2 separate regions of the Mus musculus genome follow, and region 2 is linked to region 1. The links are chromatin contacts, called in public HiChIP or PLAC-seq maps. All regions are on one chromosome and are shown on one strand. The core of a region is the stretch at or near the end of the contact, and the rest is flanking DNA. Distances in the headings are between cores, read along the strand shown.

Region 1 (5,539 bases), core at 1,330-3,829:
TTGGTAGAGAGAAGTGAGGCGGGTGAGAGAAACCTCACACAGGAAAACCAGACTGACACCATTCTAGGGTACAACTTCTTAGAACTAAGTCCTAATTCCTCAGTGCTGAGAACTGCCACTCCAGAGCTCACCTCTAGACTAGACAGGGGCTCCCTGGTCTGTGGGGCCACTGCCTATATAAATCTGACAAGTCCGATCATTTTTGGAGTAGAACTAGAAGCCGATGCTTCCCACAGACACCAGGAAACTAGCTGGACAAGCATGCAAGGCACTCACCGTCACTATCAAATTCTTTCTCTCTCAAGATCTATCTATCTATCTATCTATCTATCTATTTATTTATTTATTTATTTATTTTTGGTTTTTCGAGACAGAGTTTCTGTGAATAGTCCTGGCTGTCCTGGAACTCACTTTGTATGCCAGGCTGGCCTGGAACTCAGAAATCTGCCTGCCTCTGCCTCCCGCGTGCTGGGATTAAAGGCGAGCGCACGCCTGGCAAGATTTATTTTATTTCATTTTATTTTATTTTTTTTGAGACAGGGTTTCTCTATATAGCTCTGGCTGTCCTGGAACTCGCTCTGTAGACCAGGCTGGCCTCGAACTCAGAAATCCGCCTGCCTCTGCCTCCCGCGTGCTGGGATTAAAGGTGTGCGCACGCCTGGCAAGATTTATTTTTAATTATGAATAGGTATATGTATCTAAGTGTGGGTTTGTGGACATGAGTGCAGGTACTTGGGAGGAGGAGTCAGTACCTCTGGAAGTGAGTTACAGGCAGTTGTGAGCCGCTCAGTGTGGATGCTAGGAACAGAACTCAAGCCCTCGGCAGAGTCCTGTTCATTTCTAACCCGAAGCCTTCTCCCCATCAACCAGATTCTAACTGAGGGGAAACTAATACCCAGAACATTTATGTGGTAAACAAAACGTTTAGGCTGTCGGTTATCGGTGTGGAAGAAGAAGGATGTGAGGGAAAGCAAGAGGCGGACTTCCGGGTTACGAGAGATGTTTTATTTTGTGAGTTGGTGTGACCCCTCTCCTGTTTCTTTGTTATTGTTCTTGGAGCTACTCAGATATACCTTTTTGCTTGTTTGTTTTTAAGGCGGGGTCTCATGTAGCTCTGCCTAGTCTCAAAACTGCTATGTAGGCAAGGCTAACCTGGAACTCCTTCCCGTTCCTCCGACATCACCTTCTCCTTTGAAGCATGCATCAGAGCCATTCACCATCAAGCCCGGCTCCATATATTCTGTATGTTAAGTTGGGGTTTTGTCTTATTTTTCTAGACAGGGTTTCTCTGTGTAGCTTTAGCTGTCCAGGAACTCACTCTGTAGACGAGGCTGGCCTTGAACTCAGAGATCCACCTGCCAAACACTAGGATTAAAGGCATTTGCCATCACACACACACCCCAGCTTTACATAGGTTTTATATGTGTTATAAGGCACTGAACTTACAACTTTTCTTATAGGAAGCTTTATTTCAACTATGTTCATTTGGGTGTTATGTATAGAAACAGAATGAAAGCAATCTATTTGGGTGAATTATTAAAGTGAAACATTGTTGCGATTCATCATGTGAAGGTGTGTCTCTCTGTATATTCAAGTGTTAATGCTGTGCTTGCAGAGAGCTAAACATTAGCAGGATCTGGTATTGTTATTTCCTTGGCCCATCACTGGTCTCATATTTTGTAAATATTTGTTCTCCCTCACCTGCCTAAGGCAGTCTAGAATTGTATCTCATCGGCTTTAATGAAGGCCCATAGCTGAGCAGGAAGTGGAAGGTAGGAGATAGGGACGCTGGGAGAAGAGTTGGGACACAGGAGATTCAGCAGCACGTGCGGAGGTGGACTGAGAGCCCTGGCGGAAAGGTAGAACTGGCCATGGGGCAGGATGCAGGCCAGAATTAATCAGGATAGAGTCCTTGCAAGACTGCCAGCTAAGGCCTGAGCTTTAAAATATTAACAAACCTCTGACATTATTTATATAGCTGGCAGGTCTATAGAAAGTCCTGTTATAAAATATGATGAATAGAATATTATTTAAGTGCTTAAAATATGGTAAGGGAGAAAAGGCTTTTAAGTTACCAAAACAAAAGTGACAAAAACTAATAAGCATATGATGACCTCAGCCATAATAGAGCTGGTTCTTAGCAAAATGGATTTTAAACATCTCTCCTTATATTTTTCTTCTGTTGTTTTGTTTAGGTATTTGTATTTGGTTTTTGGAAATACAAATTCAAGCCAGGCAGTGATGGCGCATGTCTTTAATCCCAGCACTTGGGAGGCAGTGGCAGGCAGATTTCTGAGTTCGAGGCCAGCCTGGTCTACAGAGTGAGTTCCAGGACAGCCAGGGCTACACAGAGAAACCCTGTCTCAAAAGCCCACACCCCCCTCCAAAAAAAAGAAAGAAAGAAAAAAGAAATACAAATTCAGGTTTCAAACTCTCAGGCCTCCTGTCTCAGCCTCACAGGATACAAAGCATGGGTGACTGGCCTGATGATGTTCTTTTTAATAGTTAAACATTTTACTACCAAAGGAAAACAGACTGTTAGCTGGGTCTGGCAGAACATGCCTGTCAATGGGGGGTGGCCGCAAGACCAAGAGTTCAAGGTCATTCTCAGCTCTCAGGTACCCTGGGCTGCATGGGATGATGGATCTTGACTCAAGAAAAAGAAGAAAAATGGCTTTTACAAAAAAGCATGTTTTGGCCCCCCAATAAACCAGTATTGCCAGAAACTGCTCTGACTTCTAAGGTTTCATGCCTGAGAAAGTTTTCATGGGAAACAATAAAGGTCACAAAACAACTTTCCTTCAGATGTCCTGCCCTGTGCCGCAATGTTTGCCAAGAACTGTTTCCCCGCCTCCTGGTTCCTCTCATTGGCCCGTTGGTCTTTCCATCACAGGTGACCTCCAGTATCTTGGTCCCACATAGCTCAGGGTGAAGAGCTGAGTAATCCTGAACCTGGGGCTGCTGCCGGAACAACCTTTCACACAGTGCCCACTGCTCCCGGTTGCACAACATGTTTGACTGCGAGAGATAAACGCCAGGTTTACATTTGACTCCAGTCACCTTCGGGGCCAGCAGCCGGAGCCTGTAAACAGCACCCACTCCTTTAGAAAGGCGCGACTTTCCCAAAGTCCTGCCTTCCGAGCGCTGCGCCAGGCTGGGAGGAGGTGGACAAGGAAGGGGAGTATTCCAAAGAAAAAGGAGGCTACAAGCAAGCTCTCGACTCTGTTTAGGAAGAAAAGGAAGAGCCGAGCTGAAGCATTGGCCCTGCGGGGGGTGGGGGTGGGGCTCATTTTGTGAACTGGAATTTAAGAACTAAAACTAGTCCCCCTAACGTGTTTCTGTTTACCCATCAGAAATCAATCTCTGATTGGAGCAGGTACTTTTTCCTCCGTAAAACAGGCCAAAGAGGAAACGGAACTGTCTTAGTACTAAAATAATCTGTAATTTAATTGATGTTGCATGTTAGGCTTATTGAAGACACCACTATGAGAAGATTCTGTGCTTTGTTTTCTGACACTGAAAACTGCAGGGTGGGGGCGAGAAAAATCCCCCCACGACTTCACACAGGTTATAGGAGGAAAACTAATAGTCGAGAAGGAGGGATTTCAGTGGATTCTTTCAAGAATAAACATGTCTTACTCAGATCTTGAAGCCTGTGACTATCGAGTACATCTAAGTACATCGAGTTCCTTCTGTTGGTTGAAGCTAGGTTTGCTGCGTCTTGAGTCCAGATGGAACAATGACACTAAGACAAAGCCTTAAGCAATTTTGTTTGCTAATAAGATGTCAGACCACTAATGAAAGGGCAGCTTGCTTTGGCTTAGGAGAGCAAGCTTCCCATAGAAAGCAGCTCCTAAGTGTGAAAGAGCAATATTTGATTCCCTTCCTCCCTAGTGGTAAAAAAGATGTTTTTGAGTGGCTAGCAGAGAGGAAGAGAAGGCTAGCCGTCTACTGATAAGATAGGATCATAGGAACATTTGTTTGGTTTTGCTTTGCAGATGGGGACTGAAGCCAGGGAAGCTTGCCTGCTAGGCAAGCACGCTGTCACTGAATTATCCCTCCCCACCCCCACCCCTCCGGCCCACATAGGGAAAATTCTGTAGTCGTTAAGATCGCTGTCGGTCCAGCTGCCCTTCTCCAAGACTGAGTAAGACATTGTGAGCTCTTTAAGAAGGAGAATCACTTCATAGTTAAATTATGCTCATGGACATTACACGTGCCCGTTCATTAATATTTAGGGAACACACCGGCCTCAGCAGTTCCAAACACCTGAGTATAGACAATGCTTCTTCCAATGTGGACAGGAGTAAAACACCAAAGTTCATCTTCTGAATAATGAACCACCAGCTTCAGAGTGTAAATGCTGCCTCCTCCAGAGGCTAAGGGCCTCTCTTCCCAACCCTACTCCCCTCTATTCTCCCACTTCCTTCTCCCCTTCCCTATCCCATTTAGTTTTCATTTTTGCTCATTGTGCAGCCTGACTGCATGAAGCCCAGGCTGGCCAAGAACTTGCTTTGTAGTCAGTCCTTCCTTCTGAGCCAGCTGTGTGCTGGGACAGCATTCTGACACACAATAGGTATTTTTTTCAGTTCCAGGTATCAGAGCCAGGACTTAGAGGTCTAGGTAGGTGTAAGTGCGCTGCCATTGAGTTCCGCTGCTAGCCCTGAAATAGAGTATCTAGCTCACCGGGGGGGCTGCAGACTCTAGATGATTCTGGCCCTATCTATCTCTTAAAAGTCAATATCTGGTCCATTAAAAAAAAAATCACACAGGAAGTTGATGTGGGAGCATTGAGAATTCAGGGCTATTCTGGGCTCTATCACCAAAGTTTGTCTCTCAAAAACTAAAACCTGATAGAAAGAGTCAACATCAGACCCAATGAAACAGACATTAAAATAACAGATTACACCTATTTTGGAGAATCATCTATGTCTCCTCCCTGTTGGAAAGCTATGAGTGTATTTTTTAAAATGAATTCACCTTCAGCTGATGTATACTGTATTGTTGAGCAATCAGAGATTTCTTTGAGTTGATTTTTTTTTGTAGAAATGTCCCCAGAAAGCAATTTGAGCGATGAAGAATTTTTGTTCTTATCACAGTCTATTGCAAACAACAGTGGATCGTCCTGAAGTACATTTCATAGTTTTTATTTAATCCTAATTATTTTTATCATTGTTGTTGACATATCATCAAGCTTTTGACCTCCTTTCAGAACGTGCTCTTACTGACTAGAATGACAAAAGCCTCCGTAGTCCATGGGGAACCTGGAGGAGTGAGACAGATCTGCTGCTAGATGCATTCTCTCCACAAATGAGGCGAGGACCCTGAAGCCAGGACAGCAACTCAATGGCTTAATCCGGATCACAAAGTCAGTCTTGGCTAAAAGCCATTAGTGGATACTAGGTTTCTGATAAAAGCCCATTCAGTCCTTCCACTAAGCCACTTTCCTTTAGATAATTACTGTATAAAAACTACTGAGAATGGAAAAGCATCTGAAGCAAAGCAGATACAATTTCAATATTTAAGAAACTTTATTTTA
Region 2 (5,539 bases), core at 1,174-3,673, 130 kb before region 1:
CAGGGCCCCCAATGGAGGAGCTAGAAAAAGTAACCAAGGAGCTGAAGGGGTCTGCAATTCTATAGGTGGAACAATAATATGAACTAACCAGTACCCCCAGAGCTCGTGTCTCTAGCTGTATATGTAGCAGAAGATGGCCTAGTCGGCCATCCTTGGGAAGAGAGGTCCCTTGGTCTTGCAAACTTTATATGCCCCAGGACAGAGGAACGCCAGGGCCAAGAAGTGGGAGTGAGTGGGTAGGGGAGCAGGGCAGAGGGAGGGTATAGGGGACTTTTGGGATAGCATTTGAAATGTAAATGAAGAAAGTATCTAATAAAAAAAGTTTAAAAAAAAGAAATGGAGAGGCAAGTGGATTTCTGAGTTTGAGGCAAGCCTGGTCTACAGAGTGAATTCCAGGACAGCCAGAGCTACACAGAGAAACCCTGTCTCAAAAAAAAAAAAAAAAAAAAAAAAAAAAAAAAAAAAAAAAAAAAGAAAGAAAGAAAGAAAGAAAGAAAAGAAAAGAAAAGAAGAGAAAAATACTATGTTCTACCAAATTAGAAAAGCTAAACAGATGCATTTTTATGCCTATTTCCTAACAAAATTAAACAAAGATGAAATATACAATCTAGACAGATCTATAAGAAGCAATGAAATTGGCCAGGTGTGGTGGTGCATGCCTTTAAGCCCAGCTCTTGGGAGGGAGAGACAAGCAGATCTCTGTGAGTACCAGGTCAGCCTGATCCACATTGTAAGTTCCAGGACCACCAGAGCTTTTAGAGACACCCTGTCTTAAAAGGAAAAAAAAGAAGTGTAAGAATAAGAAGCAATGTGGTAGAAATAGCAATAAAAAATAATCTAGCCAAAAAAAGTCCAGAACCAGATAGATTTACTGAAAAACTCTACTAGACTTACAAATAAGAACTAACACCAAAAGATCATAATATCTTTATCATAAATAATAAGTAAGAATATGTCTTTTTTTGATTTTGGTCTCATAGAATCTCAGCAAGAAATGGCAAGCAAGAGGAGAAAATGTGCAAGCCAATAAAGCATTCCTAACACGAGGGCGAATGGCCTGTAAATGGGTTGTGCTCTGCTCCAGCAGTGCCTGGAGGATGGTAAATTGAATTCAAGAGTGTATGATTCTATTCCTTATTATTAGCATTTCCTTTTTTTATCCTGATGACTCAGGGCCTACACATTAGTGTGACCATATTTCATGAGCAACTTCACTTCTAGCTATTGTTCATACTGGCCAGTTAAATATTTGCACCCAGATTCAGTTCTTTTCCCTGATTTGTTAGGAACGAAGGAGTTTGAACTATAAATTCATTTTTTCTCCACTTCAGGAATAATGAGAACCAAAGAAGGTAATGGGAGATGTATATTCATTAAAAAACAGTAACTTTTAAACCATTGGGTTTTGCTTGTTTGTTTTGTTTTTTGAAACAGGGTCTTTCTATGTAGTCTGGCTATTCTGGAATTTGCTATGTAGACCAGGGTGGCCTCCAACTCAGGGATTTTCCTGCCTCTGCCTCCTGAGTGCTGGGGTCAAAGGTGTGCACCACAATGACTGTCCTGTATTTTTACAATTTTTATTTAGAAAGAGAGAGTATACATATGCATGATGGTATGTGTGGATGTGAATATGGGCACAGTGGATGTATGGAGGTCAAAGGGCAGCTTTCAGAAGTCTGTTCTCTCACTCCTTTTACTGTGGGTTGAAGAGTTTAACTCAAATGGTCAGGCCAGCACAGCAAATGCTTTGACTTGCTGAGCTAGCTCACTGGCCCTGAAACATAAGATTTATTGTAATTATGAGAAAAACAGAGAGAGAGAGAGAGAGAGAGAGAGAGAGAGAGAGAGAGAGAACATTCCTAAATCACAAGATTTTGAGAGTAATATTTATATACTTTTTCTTTGCATTTGATAACTCAGGAAAAATAAAATTAATGTGGGACCTATACTAAGTTCAGTTTTTGAGCTAGACAAAATCAATAACCTTAATTTGTTAATTTTATTATGAATTATTTGAGCCTTATATTATTTAGTGTGTTATTCCATCATTTTTGGTGTTTAAGTGGATGGCCCTCTGTCATGAGTTTCATATCCACATACGTCTTCAGTTAGTAAGTAAGATTTTTCTGGGGTGCCTTCTCTACTACTTATAAAGAATGAAGCCTCCCGAATGAAAACACTGATTTATTTTTATGCTATCTATCTCTAGGTAAACCCAGTTTGCCTGAGGTGTTTGTTTGCTGCCCAAATAGAGCGTTTGCATGGCCTTCAATACCAGCGGCCTCCTCCGTTCCAGCCCCCTCCCCACCCCACCCCCAACCTTAGTCTGTTCCCTGGGTTCTGGCTTGTGTTTAGAACAGAGTCACAAGTGTTTTCACCTTGGTGGATGAACTCTGTGACGAAGTTGGCACAGGGTGGTGCTTCCTGTGGTTTGCATCGGGAACTTTGTGGCAGGAACAAACTGATGAGCAGACCAAGGACTGTTTTCTGATTCCTCTCAGCCCCACTTTGGCGACTTCCCACAGACACCAACCTTTCCCTATAGTCTGCTCTGGATCCCGTTAACAGATTGCTTTCTCTGGCCGCTGTAGGTATCTCTCCGCCAGGTCCTCCTCTCACTGCTGGAACGTTCCACCTTGCTGCGTGCCCTTTCAGGGTCACTTCCTCCCCATCTTCCATGCCAAAGACCAGAGCGCTCTTCTCCCACACTTAAGGCATCTTTCCACTAGCTTCTCGAAATCTCTCTCCTGGTTTCTGGTTTTGTAAGCTTCACGTGAAACCTGGTGCCTTACTAGTTTTGTGGGGACTGGAGGAAGCCCTGCGTGAGTGTTCTAAGTACGTGTGCATCCTTGGCACAGGCACAGACATGTTGAGTACTCTAAGGCCTCAGAGCCATGTGAAATTGGCAAAGTCATTACCCATAGAGCCATATGGCCCAGGCTCAGGAAAAATAGCAACACATCCCCAGATTCCAACGATTGATCGCTATGTGTAAAGGCTGGCAGTCGACCTTCCTCTTCCTGGATTTTTATAGCCTGAGACTATCCTGAGCTGGAACTAGACCGTGTATGAACCAGCAAACCCTCTGCTGTATTTAATAAACACACTGCTCAGACCCCACCTGACCCCAGCTTCACTGTGTCAATGTGTCTGTCTTGTCTGCATTCCCTCTCCAACCCTGGCCAGGCTTCCAGAACCCAAGCCTCAAGGGTCATGGCAGAGTTCCTTTCTGTTGCTTTCACATAAATATCTTAATAAAAAGACAACTTAGGGGGAGAAGGGCTTATTTTAGCTCACAGATCAGGAAGCAGAAACTTGAAACAGCTCGTCTTATTTACAGTCTCTAGCAGGGAGAAAATGCTTGTGGGCTTGCATGCCTACTGCTCAACTAATGTTCTCCACTTGTATACAACCTGGGACCCAGGGTATTGTGCGACCCACAACGGGCTGGGCCTTCTGACATCAATTAACATGTGATCAAATTAATCCCCCACAGACAAGCTCATAGGCCAACCTGACTTAGGCAATCCCTCATTGAGACTGTCTTCCCAGGTAATGCTAGATTGTGTCAAGATAACAAAACTAACCATTATACCAGGTATAAAGTATACCATTATACCTTGTTGGAGGAGGTGTGGCCTTGTAAAAATCATATCTGATTAAAGAGTCATTTTGAAGTGTGCTTCAGTCTTTATCAATTATGTATGTCTATAATAGAAAATTAAGGCTCCCCCCAATGTGTTGATGATAAAAATTAACTTTTTTTTTCCTTTCCTGTCAGGCTTATGTGATTAAGTGCTAGCAACATTATACCCGTACAATATTGTTTATAAACTAACAGCAATGAAATAACTAGGAATGCAAAGTTGATATGCCATTTGCATATCACAGTTTACAGCTATCTGTTGGAAGAAAGACAACTAACTGGAAATAATTGTTGTGTAGAGGTAGTAGGATTATGTTTAAGTTGTTGTTATTTTAAAACATGATTCCATGCCTATAAAGTATTCACAGTTAAAAAACTTTTAGTTAAAGGTTTGGTTTTTTTTTTTTTTTTTTTTTATGTGTACGAATGTTTTGCCTGTGTGTATGCACACTATGTATATGCCCGGTGCCTTTGGAGATCAGAAGAAGGCATTGGATACCCTGGCACTGGGGTTACACATGGTTATGAGCCACCATGTGGGTGCTGAGAATGAAACATGGGTCCTCTCTAAAAGTAGTCAGTGTCTATCTTAGTTAGGGTTTTATTGCTGTGAAGAGACACCATGACCAAGGCAACACTTATAAAGGCAAACACTTAATTGAGGCTGGCTTTTAGTTTCAGAGGTTCAGTCCATTTTTATCATGGTGGGAAACATGGCAGCATGCAGGGAGACATGGTGCTGGAGAAACAGAGAGTTCTACATCTTGATCTGAAGGCAGCCAGAAGACTTATGTCTTGTGCAGACAGCGAGGAGGAAGCTCTCTTTCCAAACTGGGTGGAGATTGAGCATAGAGACTTCAAAGCCCACCCTTACAGTGACATACCTCCTGCCACACCCCCTCCAGCAAGGTCACACATCTTCCAAAAAGGCCACACCTCCTCCAATAAGGCCACACCTCCTCCAACAAGGCCATGCCTCCTAATGTGCCACTCCCCATGGGCCAAGCATTCCAGCACAGGAGTTTATAGGGGCCAAACCTATTCAAATCACCACAGTGTTCTTAACTACTGAACTGTTTCTCCAGCCCCATAAAGCTTTTTAATTTTTTTTCAATTTTCTTTTTTAAGATTTAATATGAGTACACTATAGCTGTCTTCAGGCACACCAGAAGAGGGCATCAGATCCCATTACAGATGGTTGTGCGCCACCATGTGGTTACTGGAAATTGAACTCAGGACCTCTGGAAGAGCAGTCAGTATTCTTAACCACTGATCTGTCTCTCCAGCCCCCCACCCCCAATAACGCTTTTACAAAGTGGTCCTTAGTGTAGAACAAAATCAGAAACTTTATGTGTGTGTACTCAATTTCTTTATCTAATTAGAGACTGAAGGTTTCAAAAGAACTTTAGTGCCCTTAGGATCAAATAGGAATGTAACTGTGGTCATTTCCTGTGTAAAATACTGTTAAATGTATTGTGGCAATATCTACCTTTGCTGTGTATGCATATGTAGAGGTACTTTTGAGTTTAACTGCCTCCTTTGAGATTAAACAGCTCAGACTTATCCACTCACCATCATGGGTCAACATCCATGTTGATGTGTTTAAACACCTCTTTGAATATTTATAATGGTGCTTTGCCTATTGAGAGAATCCTACCCAAGGCTTTACATTCTTTTTTTTTTTTTTTTAAATTTGATGTGTATGTTTTGTCACAGTTTTTTTTTTTTTTAAGGTTTATTTATTTATTACATGTAAGTACACTGTAGCTGTCTTCAGACCCTCCAGAAGAGGGAGTCAGATCTCATTACGGATGGTTGTGAGCCACCATGTGGTTGCTGGGATTTGAACTTCGGACCTTCGGAAGAGCAGTCGGGTGCTCTTACCCACTGAGC

What was found. HiChIP or PLAC-seq counts read pairs in DNA pulled down with a chosen protein or histone mark.
Region 2: a contact with region 1 is called in a BATF HiChIP or PLAC-seq map of CD8 T cells, with 7 read pairs. The contact joins two enhancer-like sites. A contact is called at or near these places in 6 of 39 promoter capture datasets (the C10 cell line, the HPC-7 cell line, cranial neural crest and 3 more), 1 of 15 datasets of contacts at CTCF or cohesin (the NIH/3T3 cell line), 2 of 484 Hi-C or Micro-C datasets (Sertoli cells and nephron progenitors), 8 of 115 datasets of contacts at active chromatin or transcription factors (CD8 T cells, the HPC-7 cell line, effector CD8 T cells and 5 more) and 3 of 9 other capture datasets (adipose tissue, liver and pancreatic islet).

What each region holds. Positions count from the first base shown.
Region 1 is chr12:51,842,516-51,848,054 of GRCm38.p6, reverse strand. It overlaps Gm34894 (a long non-coding RNA gene), which reads left to right. Exons shown (of 3, transcript XR_381584.4): 2 at 2,894-5,368. Among named protein-coding and RNA genes, the nearest start is that of Gm34894, 6.6 kb to the left of the region's middle. Within about 2 kb of position 2,579, at least 392 of the 459 cell types and tissues checked have an H3K27ac peak or open chromatin away from gene starts, as enhancers often do. A contact at or near this core is called in CD8 T cells and effector CD8 T cells, where this site is marked.
Region 2 is chr12:51,973,620-51,979,158 of GRCm38.p6, reverse strand. No RefSeq gene overlaps it. Among named protein-coding and RNA genes, the nearest start is that of Heatr5a, 5.1 kb to the right of the region's middle. Within about 2 kb of position 2,423, at least 34 of the 459 cell types and tissues checked have an H3K27ac peak or open chromatin away from gene starts, as enhancers often do. A contact at or near this core is called in CD8 T cells and effector CD8 T cells, where this site is marked.